2 separate regions of the Sus scrofa genome follow, and region 2 is linked to region 1. Evidence: chromatin contacts called from public HiChIP or PLAC-seq data. All regions are on one chromosome and are shown on one strand. Each heading gives the region's core, a stretch centred on a gene start, on an enhancer-like site or on the middle of the called end of the contact. The rest is flanking DNA. Distances are from core to core; before and after follow the strand shown.

Region 1 (3,564 bases), core at 437-2,936:
GGACCTAGAAATTATCATGCTAAGTGAAGTCAGCCATACAATGAGATACCAACATCAAATGCTTTCACTGACGTGCAGAATCTGAAAAAAGGACAGACGGAACTTCTTTGCAGAACAGATGCTGACTCATAGACATTGAAAAACTTATGGTCTCCGGAGGAGACAGTTTGGGAGGTGGGGGGATGTGCTTGGGCTGTGGGATGGAAATCCTGTGAAATCAGATTGTTATGATCATTATACAACTACAGATGTGATAAATTCATTTGAGTAATTAAAAAAGGGGGGAGGCAAAAACTAATATCTCCATGGTCTGGTTCAGGTAAGCATTAAATGAGGCAAAAGTTAAAACAAACAATAACTACAAAAATGGAGTTCCCACTGTGGCTCAGTGGAAACCCAACTAGTATCCATGAAGATTCAGGTCTGATCTTAGCCTCACTCAGTGGGTTTAGGATTCATCATTGCCAGGAGCTGTGGTGTAGGTCACAGACTTGGCTTGGAACTGGCGTTGCTGGGGCTGTGGCTGTGGCCGGCAGCTGCAGCTGATTCCACCCCAAGCCTGGGAACTTCCATTTGCCACAGGTTCTGCCCTAAAAAGTGCGGGGGGGGGGGCATAAAAAAACAAGCAGAAATACCCCAAACTATAAACATTAGAGACCCTCATTAGCAAGACCATTATTATCCCAGATCTGGCCATTGCTGGAAGCAGCTACCTTGGGAAAGTCCCTTTCTCTTCTGTGGGGTTACATACACCACCCAAAGGCACTCATCTCTGTTCAGAGGGGACCATGATCCTCAGCTCCCAGGACTGGCATGAGGATCCAGTGATGTGAATCCTAGTGCCCCACAGGCTACAACCTCCTCGCTGCCATCCTCTCCCTGCTGCAATTCTTCCCCTGCAGCTAAGGTGGAACAGCAAGCTGACTTTGCCAAGCCTTGCTGCTAAAACCTTACAGCAGCTTCCTATGGCCCTGGAGATAATAAAATCGCATGTTTTCCCAGGCGCCAGCTCCACCCCCCACCCTAACCTCCTCTTCTACTTTTTTTTTTTTTTTTTTTTTTTTTGCTTTTTAGGGCTGCACCCTCAGCACAGGTAAGTTCCCAGGCCAGGGACCAAATCTGAGCCGCAGCTCACAGAAACACCAGATCCCTGATCCACTAAGCAAGGCCAGGGATCCAACCCTCATCCTCATGGATACTAGTTGGACTGGTTCCCGTTGTGCCAAGACAGAGAATTCCATCTTTTTTGTCTCTCCCTCTTCATTGTGCCCTCAAGCCACAAGCAGACCTCTCTCCTTCGTCCAGTGCAAGTCGTCTTTCCTGGGGCTGGGTCTACATACTTGTGTTTTTCCTCAGGTGAAAAATCATTTGCTCACCCTGCCCCACCCTCTCCTCCACTTCAACGCAATGCAGAACAGAGCTGGCTCCTCATTCCACCTCTGGGACTTAGAAAAAACACCTACTCCTCTGCGAGAACTTCCTGAATCACTCTTTCTAAACACCCGCATCCCTATTCAACATCATCACACTTTGTTACCAGAAGTGCTCTTTCTGACTAGCATTTATTATCAACCTATGGAGTCTGTGTCTCTGCTTTTTTCAGCAGGGGAGATATACACTGTGTTAATCATGTTTGTGTCCTCAGGACCTGTCATGGGCCTTGCACATCATAAGTGCTTAATAAATGTTTGCCAAGTGGGTGACTCACAGGATCCTGACGTTGGTTCTCTTTCCAAAGCCAGCTCTCAAAACCGCCAGTAAGAGATCGCAGTGCTTCAGGAGGACCAGTAGGCTGATGGGGCCCCAAGGCCCAGGTATTTCCCCAGCAAAATAGAAATCGGAATGCTTGATAAAGGCAGCTCAGAGCCCTCAAATGCTAATGGGACCCCGGGACAGTGCTCAAATGTGGCTTCTGGTTCGGCCCCACTGGGAGCTGAGACTCTGCAAGTTTCTAACAGGTTTCTGACACCAAGCTGAAGAAGCCGAAACTTAGTCCCTGTGAAGCCTTGGCGGAAGCTGGGAGAAGAGTCTGCCTGGGCTGAGGGTGCAGCTCCTGGACTAGAGGCTGGGGGACCCAGGCTCCAGGGAAGGGGTCGGGGGGAGGGGAGAAGGAGCAAAGCACTGGCCTCTCCTGATGCCAGAACAGACAAGCCAGAGAGGGCAAGAGGCTAGAAGCTGCTATGTTTTAGAATTTGCCCTAGTCCCAGAAAGAGAATTGTATCCAGGAGTTTCTTCAGTTATTTCTTCAACAAATATATGCATATTATTTATCCAGAGTATACTGGCGGATAGGACACAGAGGCATGTGTCCTCTTGGCATATATATTCTGGAGACAAAGACCTTGATTTGAGGCCTCAGGGGTAGGGGTGTGTGTGTGTGTGTGTGTGTGGTGTCTATGTGATTTTGGTGAGTCATTTGTGCAATCTGAGCCCTAGTGACATATGAGGCCCACACCCAGCATTGGGAGTTGCTAAGGTCAATCTCAGGAGATACTGCCTTACAAAGAAACGGCATAATTATTATTCATAGGACCTCTAATCTGAATTTTGAACTCATTCTCTGTTAGCCAAAGGTGGTAATCTGCAAAGGAGAATTATACCCAGGAGTTTTCTTATTCATTCTATCATTCATCCAAGTGTTCGTCCTGTTGTAGTGGCAAAGCCAGCAAATTCCTTGTCTTATCAGCATTTACATTCAGAAGATGAAAGCAGACAATCAGACAAGTATACACAATTCTTTCAGAACACTTCACAAAGGAAAAATCTTCATGAAAGCAGAAGAAAACAAGACCTGCCTAATACTACATAGACAAAGAAGATTCAGAAAGAGAGTATCAACTACAAATGTTCATTTTTACACAAGACCCCTTCCTACCCCAAAATTCTCATGAAATTCTTGGCCTGTTTGGAAGGGTATGAAAGACCTTGTTATAACAAGTAATGAACTCATTGGAGGCATTGAACCAACTCTAATACTGCTTAAGTGTTACTCTGATTAAGGTAGAGTACATTTCAAATATTCATTACTATAGGTTTTTGAATATCTCCTTAAATTGATCGCAAAGTATTTTGGATCTTCCACGCTGCTGCAAATGGGGTTTCCTACTCCTGAGAGGCTCCAAATGTTCCTAGTGTATAGAAAGTCTCTACGGATCCCGCGTTGCTGTGGCTCTGGCGTAGGCCAGTGGCTACAGCTCCGTTTCGACCCCTGGCCTGGGAACCTCCATATGCCTTGGGAGCGGCCCAAAGAAATAGCAAAAAGACAAAAAAAAAAAAAAAAAAAAGGAGTTCCCATCGTGGCGCAGTGGTTAACAAATCCGACTAGGAACCATGAGGTTGCCGGTTCGGTCCCTGCCCCTGCTCAGTGGGTTAACGATCCGGCGTTGCTGTGAGCTGTGGTGCTGTGAGCTGTGGTGTAGGTTGCAGACGCGGATCGGATCCCGCGTTGCTGTGGCTCTGGTGTAGGCCGGTGGCTACAGTTCCGATTAGACCCCTAGCCTGGGAGCCTCCATATGCCACAGGAAAGGCCCAAGAAATGGCAAAAAGACACACACAAAAAAAAAA
Region 2 (3,450 bases), core at 625-3,124, 200 kb before region 1:
TGACCAGTGGGATGTGCGTGGACACGAGGGAAGCAGAGGGTCTCTCTGTGCTTGTGTGGTTTGGGCTTCTGTGCGCCTGTCATCCAAGATGAGAAAATCATGTCTCCTGGTCCACGCAGGATGAGGAGCACGTGGCCCAGACCCAACTCAACCTGGAGCCTGGAGCCAAGCCCAGGCGACCCCAGCAGAGGCACAATTTGTCCTCCAATTTGTGAGCATGAAGGAAAAAAAAAAATGCTTGTTAGTGTAAGCCACTGGGTTTGGTGGTTGTTAACCAGAATTAGTGCAGTAGCCGCCAGTTCCTACAGGGAAGCATCCCCTTCCATCCTCAGTTGCTTGGATGGAGCTTGGCAGCACCCAGGGGGGAGACCGTGGCTCAGGTGCGGTCAGCAGATGTCCCTGTGCTGCTGACTCTCCACTGCCACCCCCTCCCACCCACTCTCTGCCCTGCTCCCACCTGCCCCAAGCCCGGGGCCCCTCTTTCCCCTGCCGTTCCCACTGGGCTGGCAACACTACTGCCTTTCCTTGTCCCTCAGGCCAACAGCAGGTGCCAGATTCTCTCTGAGATCCTCCCCGCTGCCTCCACACCCCTCTCGGCTCCCTAACACCCCGTGTCTCAGTGAACAGACCAAGGAGTATTTTATATTCAGAACCACCCCCTCCGCCCCAGAGTTCCCATTGTGGCTCAGCAGGTTAAGAATCCCACATAGGGTCCATGAAGATGTGGGTTCAATCCCTGGCCTTGCTCAGTGGGTTAAGGATCCAGCGTTGCCGTGAGCTGTGGCATAGGTCTCAGATGCAGCTCGGATCCAGCGTTGCTGTGGCTCTGGCGTAGGCTGGCAGCTGCAGCTCTAAATCAACCCCTAGTCTGGAAACTTCCACATGCCACAGGTGGGGCCCTAAAAAAAAAAAGAAAGAAAGAAAGAAAAAAGAATCCCCCCTCTACCGGGATTCAGTCTGGTCCAGTATCACATTCCTGATTCTAGCTCCTGGATGCCCTTCATTTTTTCCCCAGTTGACAAAATGGGGATTATTCTTTGCCCTTTCAAGACTGTAGAGAGAGAAACAGTGCCCAGCCTTGTGCTTGACTCATGGGGGTTGCAAGATGGCTCATCTCTCCCTGCCCATCTTGCTGTGGCCGCCATCTAATGTAGTGCCAGGCGCTTGCTAAAGTGTTAATAAATATTTGCAGTTTGAAAAGCTCGATGGTAGATTTTCTTCCTTTGACCTTTCGATTATTTTCCCTCTTGAAATAGCAGAATAAGGCCCCTAGTGCTATGGTGACAGTCTCTGTAGAAATCCATAGCTTGTTCTCAGCACACCCACGGATGCCAGTGGGAGGCTGGCATAGATTTGGACCAATGGAGAGAGGGTTTATTTAGCCTTGTCCTGGTTACAAAGAACATTTTTTTTTTCTTTCAAGCGGACCTTCCTGTCCCCAATTCAGCCTCACCTAGGTCTCTGCTAATGTGGGTTAATTTTCCAGCAGCTCCTAGAAAGAGTATATTTCCAGTCTCTCCTGGGACAGACAGGAGTTTCAACCAGGATAAAGCAAGTTTCAGCGGAGAACATTCAGAACCTGCCGAGGAGTCAGGCTGCTCTGATCACATTCCTGCCAGGGGGTGGGAGCGTGTTTGCCTGGAACGAGTCGTCCTTTCGGATGCTGTAATCTGAGCTTAGAAATAGACTTGTGTTGCTCCCAGAAATCCCTACTGTTTTGGCCTTTTCTTTGTCAGGCTTGCTCTGGTCAAGGTTGAGCATCTAGGTTTAGGAATGGAGGTCGTTTACTGAAACCAGAGAGGCTCTGTCCCTTTAAGAGGGTCCTTGAGGAGGGACAGTCAGAGAATCACAGAGATGAGGGCCAGATGGCCAGTAAACAGGATGGCAGTGAGCTGGGGAGAGGACCAGCTGGGCCATCCGCTTTAGTAACCTTGCACTGGAGAAGACCTCAGCCGGTAGCTGCAGATGGAAGACGTGGGTGAGGGCTGCACCCTCTGATCCAGGGACCTCAGGGTGGTTTGACCGGCCCCACCTTCTGCCTGAATGAGGACTCAGCGTTCTAGAGCTGGGAGACAATGGGAAAGCAATAGAAAAAAAAAAATACGAGCTGTGGGTTCAGACAGATCTGAGTTCAAATTCTAGCCATGTTCCCTGGATGGTGATGGAATCTGAGTTTCCACTTCCTCATCTGTAAAATGGGATGATGATCCCGTCTCACAAATACACTGTGAGGCAGCTACCCGTAATGGCTAGAGTTCAGTGCATGGGGTAAAGCTCAGGAAATTTTTGTCAGCATACTAGTAACTTTTTAGCCAAGAGGGGCATAAGGTAAAATTTTCTCTGAGAGTCTGGAGTCCTGGCAATTTAAAAGAGAAATCCCCAAATTCCTTAAATACCTTACTTAGGATGCAAGCGTATCATTTAGGACTGACTGGTTTGTCAGCTACCCATAACAGAAAACCTGGATAAAAGTGGCCTAAACAAGATAAAGATTTACTTTTCTCTCATATGAAACCGCAAACAGTCAAGGACTGACTCTCTGGCCAAGGCTTTTTCCATCTTTTTGTTCTGCTGTCCTTAAAGTGTGGCTTCCATCATCAAGGTGCATTGCATGGTCATAAATGCTGCCACAGATCCAGCCATCATACCCACATTCCAGGTGCCAGCAAGGAGAAAGAGAAGTACAAGATTGTGCACTTCTCAAATGAGTCAATATTAAAACAAACAAAACCAACAGACAAATAAAAACTACCAGAAATTCCATCCAGTGATTTCTGCTTATAGCTTATTGGCTGCCCTACAGTGAGGGAGCTAGGAAATGTACCAGATGAGTGGACACCCCCAATAATACAGGGGTTCTGTTAGTTAGAAGAAATGGGAGAATGTTGTCCCTGCCAGAGTCAATGCTGAGCCTCTTCAGTTTCACTAGAAAGAGTTGCCTGGGCCAACACTGGGAATATTTTCCCAAGAACCAAAAGCATCTTGAGAACCTGAACCTCCATAGGTTGTCAGCAAAGGTTAATTCCTGTCCCTTCCAACCTCTCATTGTCCCTACCACTTCCATGTTAGAGAAGCTAACATTATCTTACATCCAACTTCATACGATATGTAGATTTTATGAATCAGAAAAGTTCAGAGTCAGAAGCTCAGGTGAATTACACATGGGTTCCAAGCAGAGAATTTACTGAAATCCTAAGACGAACTGCTGAATACTTTGCATTATCTCACACCTGTGTACCTTATCAGCTGCATTAGTCATCCATCACTGTGTAACAAATGACCCCCAAGCTTAGTGACTTAGGAAACAACATGAGTTTATTTCCTCACAGTTTCTGTGGGCCAGGAATCTGGGTGTGACTAAGCTGGGTCCTCTGGCTCAGGGCTTCTCACAAGGCTGCAACCCAAGTTATCCACTGAGGCTGCAGTCATCTCAAGGCTCAACTCAGGGTG

What was found. HiChIP or PLAC-seq counts read pairs in DNA pulled down with a chosen protein or histone mark.
Region 2: an H3K27ac HiChIP or PLAC-seq map of skeletal muscle shows a contact between it and region 1. The contact joins two enhancer-like sites. A contact is called at or near these places in 2 of 2 datasets of contacts at active chromatin or transcription factors (alveolar macrophages and skeletal muscle).

The regions. Positions count from the first base shown.
Region 1 is chr16:50,412,438-50,416,001 of Sscrofa11.1, reverse strand. No RefSeq gene overlaps it. Among named protein-coding and RNA genes, the nearest start is that of C16H5orf47, 14 kb to the right of the region's middle. Within about 2 kb of position 1,686, at least 17 of the 83 cell types and tissues checked have an H3K27ac peak or open chromatin away from gene starts, as enhancers often do. A contact at or near this core is called in skeletal muscle, where this site is marked.
Region 2 is chr16:50,612,530-50,615,979 of Sscrofa11.1, reverse strand. The region is part of intron 4 of LOC102164818 (a long non-coding RNA gene); the gene reads left to right. Among named protein-coding and RNA genes, the nearest start is that of CPEB4, 120 kb to the right of the region's middle. Within about 2 kb of position 1,874, at least 10 of the 83 cell types and tissues checked have an H3K27ac peak or open chromatin away from gene starts, as enhancers often do. A contact at or near this core is called in skeletal muscle, where this site is marked.